Linked DNA regions of Sus scrofa: region 2 is linked to region 1. A link is a contact called in public HiChIP or PLAC-seq data. All regions are on one chromosome and are shown on one strand. The core of a region is the stretch at or near the end of the contact, and the rest is flanking DNA. Distances in the headings are between cores, read along the strand shown.

Region 1 (4,201 bases), core at 1,045-3,544:
TGCTACCCATCTCCCCACCCACCCATCCTTATTGTGCCATTTGCCCAGTCTATGGCAGCCCAAGCCGCTGCTTTAAGTCAACCTAGAATGGAGCGGAGAGGAAAAGGGAGAAAACATTTCACCAGGACTCAAGATGAGCCGCTGGTCCTCCTCGGAATCTCCCAGCCCCAACCGGGGCTGCGGGCACGGAGAGAAGGCGAGGGGAGGGAGCGCAGTCGGTCCCCGTCCGCAGCTGCACACAAAGCCCTTCACCTTCTTCTAGCCTCCCAAGCTCCTCCCTGGGCTACGTTTTTCCGAGGGTCTCGGATGCCCCCTTCGGTGGTCGGCGGGACGGTCCGACTGCCTCTCGCAGAGCTGCCTCTTCCCTCGCTTCTCAGCCGCTTCCTACCCACCCCTCGGCACAGACCCCGGAGGGAGCTCTGTCCGGTCTCGGGGGCCGCAAAAGCAGCCCCCTGCGCCCGGAGTCCCTGCGCCCCGGGGAAGCGGACAACGGTCCAGTCTACGAGGCACAAGTTCGCCCAGCGGTTCCGCCACCCGATCATGGGCGCACACCCCATCCCCGCAATGTTCCGGTCGGGTCCCTATCAGCCGGATCCCCAGGCGGCGGGGGAGCCCAGCGGCAGCCACGCTCCTACCTGCGCGGCGGCGGGCGCGGCCAGGAGCTAGGGCACCGCGCGCCCCGGCCCGAGCCCCGCGCCGCGGCGCGTCTGCCCTTGTGCGGCGGCGGCGGCAGCTGCAGCGGCCGCTGGCTGGCAGGCAGACTGGCTGCTTGCCCGGCTGGCTCCTCACTGGGGCTTCCTGTAGGGCTGGACAAAGGACATTTCCTGGGAGGAGCAGGGGAATGTTCCCAGCATGCCTCGATTTGTAGTTCCCGGAGACTTCCTGCCACCACAGCAGCGGGCGCCCTGGAGGTTCCTCCGGCCGGACTAGGACCCCGGGCCTGGAAGAGAGGCGCTCGCTCCTTTCCTAAGCGCTCGGGGGAACCGAGCAGCGGGTGGATCGCGCCCTGGGCCCCGCCCCGCGGCGCGCGCCCAGCCAGTAGCTCCCGAGGGCGCTAGTCCTGCGCCCGGGGTCCCTAACTGCGGTGCTGCCTCTGAGCTGTCGCAGTGTGCGGGAGGACTGCGGTGGACCAGGGCTTTCCTTTAGAAATGAGGAAGTTGGGGGTGGCTTCGCTTTGGCTTGACTCGGGTTTTGTTGTTTTGTTTTGTTTTTTGTTTTTAATAGATTTTTTTTTCTTTTTTCTTTTTCTGTTTTGAGCCACCGGAATCCTGCTGGGGGCGGATGAAAGAACTTGACTGCTCACCAGGAATTCAGGTTCCATAAGATCTTGGCGCTCTAGCCTTAAAACCAAAAGAGCTGATTGTTTCCAGATCCTGACTTGGGGACATTCCATCCTCCGAAGTTGGCCTTGTCCCAGGCATCTTTTCAAGAAAAGTAATTAAACTAAGAGATTGAGAACAAATTAACGCGAATTAACTATAGGACATGTAAAAACCCCTGGGCTGCTGAGTGAGGAACGTGCTGGACTTTGTGCTTATCTTCCCCTTTCACCTTTAGGATTCAGTTTCCTCGGTTCTACAAAACAGATGTGATGGCCGCTGTATAGTGAGCGCGTGGTGGGGTTAGGGGGTGTGGTGAGGGAAGGAGCCCATTGGACGCAAGAAAGGAACTGGGCTTCCAGACTATCAAGTCTGTACATGGTCCACAGATTCCTGTCCAATTCCCAGGACGCTCGTGGGAAAATCAAGAAAGGGCCACATCGAGGCTAAATGCCTAAAAGCTGTGTTCTCTCACAAGGAGAGCGATCGAAGACTAGGGAATGGAAAAAGGAAAGGAAGAATTCTAGGATGCTCTAAAATGTGTTTGAAAAGTCCTCAGGGAGAAGGTCATAATTACCTATCATATCCATTTGGCCTCTCACATTTCAAAGGCACATGGATCAGAACATTTGGCTGAGGGAGGGTTTCGGTTACATTTAAGAAAAGCATATCCACTGTCCGTTTCTGCTGTAGTTCTCTTTCTTTGGCGCTCCTTAACCACGGACCTAAAATGGGCTGGATTAATGTAAGCGGTAGGATTGATGAGGAGCAGGCAGATCGGATCAGCTCCCTCCCAGAGGTTCCTGTGGCATGTCACTCTGTTGACCCTCTACCTAAAGGAATTGGGCTGTGATCCTCACTTTTCCAGACCCTGCCAATGACTACTCCGTAATGGTTTGCAATCCGGCAACATTCCAGTGAAAGTGTGCCCCTCCAAAAGATAATGGATAATGGTTGTTTGGCAAATCTAGTGACCTTCCTTAGGGTTTTGCTTGGGGAAAAGAAAAAAAAAAAAAAAAAAAAAAAAAAAAAGATGTGCTTACCCGTAGCATTTAATTTTGTTTACTATGCCCTGGCTGAAGCTATTTTCTGCTTTGCTTCTAACAGGGTACCCTCTCCTCCTCCTCCTCCATTTTTATCTTCAGCTCGGGACATCTAAAACTTCATTCACTACCTCCATCCCTTACCAAACCTGCCCCTCCTTTTATTTTGCCAAACCACGTTAATTCGTTACTTTAACAAAGATTTATTTAACACTTACTACATGGTAGTCACTATGCCTGGAGTGGACATTGAAAAGTAAGATACCTCCTGAGTAACTATAAGCTACGTTTTACCCCCAAGAAGGTCAGACTCCAATGAGCCTCACACAGTTACCACACAGTATTTAACAAAGTCATATGCAGAGGTCTGTGTTCCCAGAATGTGGTGCTCTTTCCATAAACTTTTTTTTGTGCCAGTGAGAGCAGAACTTGGACCGAGTGGCTAGAGGAGGGAACTGGAGATAAGAAAATGCAGATAATACATTAGGGACACAGTGTGTGAAATTTGGTTGTGAGGGGTGGGGTAGCTGGGAAGGAAGTGGGGTCTAAGGAGAATTCTCTGTCGGTGGGGGCTTTATTTGTTTTTTTTTTAAGATGAGAGCTCCTTGGGGATGTTTAAATGCTGCTGAGACAGATTTAGGAGAGAGGCAGATCTAGGGTGAAGACAGAGGAGAGAGAAAGGATAAAGGACTAGGCATTCAACAAATATTTGTTGAATTAACTAATTCCTGTTACAGATCATTGCTGAAGATGTGGAGGCTGAAATTAATAAATGGCACATTCCCAGCAAAGATATGCAGAGTCTGAGACCAGACAGAAATGACATTCCTTTCTCCCTGGTCATGGGCCCTCTCCCGCCCTCCCCGGCCTCAGGGGAAGGTAATAGACTAGCGGATAAAAGGAGGGAGAGGAGCCTCCCGGGCTGTTAGAGGATGGATGTCAAGTTTTCCAACTTGACGACAGGTTCCAAAAGCACACAACAACTTCAGAAACGTCTAAACTTTTAAGATTGTGGGTTTGGGTTTTATTATGTTAATAAAGTAAGCAAATATTTTACCCTTGCCCTTTTTTTTTTTTCCCAACTTCACTTTGAGGTAGAATAGATGACTGTTCTCATCCTCACCTTTCAAAGCAGGAAGGGAGCCTGGATAGCTTTGCCTACTTTTTTAAGCTTTCAAGTACAAAGTGGGGTTTTCTTAGCCCCACAAGCATCCATCTCACCTCTTAGCATCTTTGGGAAAATAACTCCCTTCCCAACACTTAGTCTTTGTGGTTTAGGGAGTGGCAGATTGTGGTGGGTACAAGATCAACACCTGCCTGTGTGTGTGTGTGTGTGTGAGAGAGAGAGAGAGAGAGAGACACAATCACAAGCAAATCCTTACACTATTGTTGATCTTGCCCAAAGGCCAAGATACCCCTAGACTTTTTAGTTGTATGGTTACATGAGCCAAAACATTCCCTTTGAGCTTAAATTATTTTGAGTTAAGTTCTATCTCTTGCAGCCAAGAGAGCTCTATGTGGCTGGCCATGGGGTATTGCAGTGCAGATCCTTAGATGTACGATTGGCTAAGCTGAGGAAGGGTGAGAGCAGAAAGGATCCCTCTGTACCAGGCTATAGAATTGGAAAACACTTGTGGTGATCAAAAAACTGAGTGAAGTGTTCCCATTGTGGCTCAGAAGTAATGAACCTGACTAGTATCCATGAGGATGCGGGTTTCATCCCTGGCCTCACTCAGTGGGTTAAGATCTGGCGTTGCTGTGGACTGTGGTGAAGGAAGCAGACACAGCTCAGATCCTGGGTTGCTGTGGCTGTGGCCTAGGCTGGCAGCTGTAGCCCCA
Region 2 (4,201 bases), core at 1,202-3,701, 1.4 Mb before region 1:
TCAGTGGGTTAAGGATCTGGCGTTGCCGTGAGCTGTGGTGTGGGTCGCAAATGGGATCGGATCCCGCGCTGCAGTGGCTCTGGTGCAGGCCAGCAGCTACAGCTCCGATTAGACCCCTAGCCTGGAAACCTCCATATGCTGTGGAAGCGGCTCAAGAAAAAGGCAAAAAAAACAAGGCAGAATCAGGCAGAACATGTTAGCTCACTGTCTCAAAACACCTGATGTTTGTCTGTTTAAAGAGAACTTTAAATCTGTTTTCTTGTTCTTCAAAATACTTAGATTACCTAGGCCTAGTTAAAAATACAAAGAAAGCTGATCCACACTTTTAACCTCCATTAATTACAAGCTCTATCTCATTGTTTTTGCATAAATTATAGGTTTACCACTCTATGTCTTTGTCAATATCTAAAACTTCTGGATACAATATCTGTATCCCAATGCCAGACGTATTATATTTAAGAATCATCCTATGCAAATAGAAAGAATGACCTTTTTTTAAGCAAGTTACTTAAATGGAAAAACAAACTGAAGCAGTCAAACATGTCAACATATCAAGAAAAGAGTTCTGTGTTAATGGACTAGGTCAAATTTAACACCGTCATTCAAAAACATCCAAAGCACATGCTCTAACGGTGAGTTGATAATACCACCTCATATAAAAGAACTTTACCATGTTTTGATAATATTAATACATTAAGCAATTTTGAAACAAGAAACTAGGGTTATGCTCTTGAAACAGTGTATTGGGAATTTATAAGATGCATTATCTTAGCACTCACAGTTCCTCTTATAGCAATTTTTATAAAATTATTTTTTCCCTTTGTGGTTGTTCCTTTCCATAATATTTATTTTTTAAAGATTTTTAATATAGTTTATTTACAATGTTCTGTCAATTTCTGCTATACTGCCATATTATTTAATAATGTTAATTTTTTTGAAAGGTAAAACCATGACTTAAAATGCAAAAAGAATATGGTTCAAAATTTTATTTAACTCACAAAGAAACCAGAGAGTAGAAAAAGGGAATTACATAATCAGACACATTAATCGGCCAAGAATACTGAAATGAATGCACTCATGACAAAACTTCCACTGAGCCTCTAAGGGGACAGAATTTTTGTGTCTATAGAAAAAATTGTTTTAGTACTGACAGTATTTAAATAGCTTTCTTAAATCAGTAATTCAAGGGGTGTCTTCAAGATGGAATCTAGACTATAAAGTTTTCTACCGAAGCAAAGTTTTTCTCATATATACGCATTTTTCATCTATATAATACAATTCACATTAACTATGAGATATTAACCAGACACGCTCACCTAAGTTCTCCTTTCCACCACCAAACTTACTGAAATAATAGTCTGTTGTCACAATTTCCTCCCTTAACCATTCATCCAACCCGCAGTAATCTTTTTTCAAATACCTAAACAGTTACAATTACTTTCATCTGATCATATACATTCTTTACAATTGCAATTTTCTTGAATATAGAAGACTAGCTGAACATGTCTTAAAAACTCAACGCTTAAAGAAAATCGGATACTATAGATAGAAGTCTTATTTCAGGGCTGGCTGCAGCTATCATACAATAAGTGAAGGCAGAGGCTTATTTCTTCTATACTGTTATATGTTAGCTTTAATTTTTCACAGCTACAGACATCAGAACTCCTTTGTGAACACTTCTATGCAGTTCAAGAATAAGATCGGACAGAAACTGCAAAAGAGAAAAAAGCCCACTTGGTGACAGAGCACTTAAAGCCTCAATTACCATTACCAAGCAAGGAGGAGTCAGCTCCGGTCACTTCCCCCTCAAGCGGCCAAGGAGCGGAAACTGAAAGCCAGACCAATGTCACTCCAGGGACTGCAGGGATCCAGACAACTCAGCATCCTGGGCTCATTGCCTACCCAGCTCTGATTCTAGCTGCTCTCGGTCGGTGGAACGCCCAGTCCACACAGGCGACCCCAAAAATTCGACTCTGGGGTTATATAACTCCAGGGCTCCCGGCCGCCCTAATTCACCTGCACTCCAAGGTGCGCGCCTCCCCAGTGACTCCAGCACCACTGTCCTAATGCCCGGGTCTACCTACTGTATATCCTCTGGTGGGTAACTCGTCCCCGACAGCCCCTCGGACCAGAGGAACCTGACCAACAGCGGGGAAAGAAACGGCAGGTGCATTTTTGCAAAGAATGAGGAGAACCAACCCTCTCGGTCCGCACCCCTAACCTGGGCCGAGTCCGTGCGCCTCCCGCCGCTCCCCCGGCCCGCTCTGCCCCGCCCTCCCTTCCAGCCTCCGTCCCGCCTCTCACAGCTCTCTGGCGGTCCCATCCGGGCGGCAGGTGCGACGGGTTAAGTTCCTCGTGGAAAGCAGCCGAGTCGCATCGCCTGACAACCTGTGCCAGCAGCTCAGTGGTAAACGCGAGCCGAGTCCCAAGAGGCTGGAAGGAGCAGTCGCGGGAGCCCGGGGCTGCAAAACACGGGCTTCCGCTCCCGGCAGGCATCCGCCAATCAGAGCCTTGCTCTGACGTCATTTCCCCTCGAAGGCAAAAGGAACGTTGGGCGGAAGAGGGACCTGGAGCGGACCCGGAAGGGGTGGGCCCAGTGGGCGGGTCCAATCAGCCCAGAACCTCGTGGAGGCCCAGGTGCGTGCAGTGGTCTCGCGGTGGCAGATCGTCTTTGCTCCGCTCCTTTGGTTTGTTTGGTCCTGACTGAGGCCTTCGTGGTGCCAGTAGCAGACAAGCCAGGGGAATTTGGGGGCCCGTAGCTAGGGTGGAGGGGAACCTGAGCTACTGCGAGCGCTTCACTGCTGTCCCGGGGGGCCGTCTGCGGAGCCTGAGGCTGGCGCGTGCGGTGTCGAGCTGGCTGACCCGGGGCTTGCAATGCTCGCCAGAGGATGCTCCCGCAGCGTGGTGGGTGTGAGGAATCCCCACCTCACTCTCTCCTGACTGAAGTCGTGGTTTAGGGGCGTCTGACAGGTTTGTTACCGCGGCCCAGCCTTGCAGCGCATCATAGAAGCATGTTTTGGGGGGCTGTGGGTTAGGAAGCATGGATGTTAGGGGCTCAGAGTAGCGTTATCTCGTGAGCGCTATCCAAAAAGCGTCGAGATCTGTGCACGTTAGATACAAGTGACCAGTTCCAAGTTATATGGAAGATCATTGAAGTACTGAAGCATTGGAAAAGCTTCAGGAATTAGACTAGTCCCGAGGGAAGTGGGCCTCAGAGGATAACACTAATTAAAATAGGTAGATAGGAGAGGAATATCATGAAGGCAAGGCACAGCACAAGGAGGGTAACCAACTAGCCTGACAGGAGAAAGGTTATGTGAGAAATAAAGAGGGATAAATGGGTTGAGTTTGGGGGAACTGAAAACAGTTTCGCTTTTTCAAGGGCTTTGGGATAGTGCATCTGATAAAATTAGGTCGTATTACGACTTTTAAATGAAAAACCTGGAGGCGGTGGTGCTGCATAGAAAATTGGTGCAGGAACCCAGTGATTAAGCCACTGGAACAGAAAGTTGTGGAAAGAGGGAAAAGAATCCTACTTCAGACAGGACAGAGGGTAAGAGAAGTAGTTTAGTGGTTTAAAGAAGAAAATTTGGAGTTTGACGGGATTGTAATCTGGCTTTGGCACTTAAAACCAGCTGAATGACTTTGGGCTAGCTGTTTCATTCTATGTGCCTTGTTTCCTAATCTGTAAAATGCAGGTAGTAACGCACCTATCTTGCAAGGTTATTGTGAATTTTTTTTTATACTCTTACAGTATGCTAGATGCTTTTTTAAAGTGGTTTACATATATTAACTCGCTTAATTAACTTAATTACTATATGTAATGAACTATGTGTTTACTCAGTTATATACATTTAATGTATTAGGTAGCATATAGTAAGCACTCTTTAAGCGTTGGCTGCTTAAATAATATTAATTAGCCAAAAATTATGACAAGGCTGTGATCCCAATAGGTTGGAGAGCTGTGTGTCTTAGTGTCAGAAAAAAATGAGTAGGGTTCAGGAAGCAGGTTGGGCATGACTTTATACATGTTTAAGAGTGATATTGCAAGATATTTGGATGAGGATGTCTTCATAAATTCTTGAAATTGATAATTAGTATTCACACATGTGGGGAGGACTGAATAGAGATGTGGAGTCCCTGGGCCTAATCTCCAAGGAAAATACTGTGGTAAGTAGCCAAAGACTCCATGGAAACCAGT

What was found. HiChIP or PLAC-seq counts read pairs in DNA pulled down with a chosen protein or histone mark.
Region 2: an H3K27ac HiChIP or PLAC-seq map of alveolar macrophages shows a contact between it and region 1. The contact joins the promoter of GDAP2 here to the promoter of ZNF697 in region 1. A contact is called at or near these places in 1 of 5 promoter capture datasets (liver) and 2 of 2 datasets of contacts at active chromatin or transcription factors (alveolar macrophages and skeletal muscle).

The regions. Positions count from the first base shown.
Region 1 is chr4:101,518,345-101,522,545 of Sscrofa11.1, reverse strand. It overlaps ZNF697 (zinc finger protein 697), which reads right to left and starts at 2,294. Exons shown (of 3, transcript XM_013988104.2): 1 at 636-2,294.
Region 2 is chr4:102,876,993-102,881,193 of Sscrofa11.1, reverse strand. It overlaps GDAP2 (ganglioside-induced differentiation-associated protein 2), which reads right to left and starts at 2,451. Exons shown (of 14, transcript XM_021090826.1): 1 at 2,305-2,451. WDR3 (WD repeat-containing protein 3) reads left to right here and starts at 2,558. Exons shown (of 27, transcript XM_021089970.1): 1 at 2,558-2,637.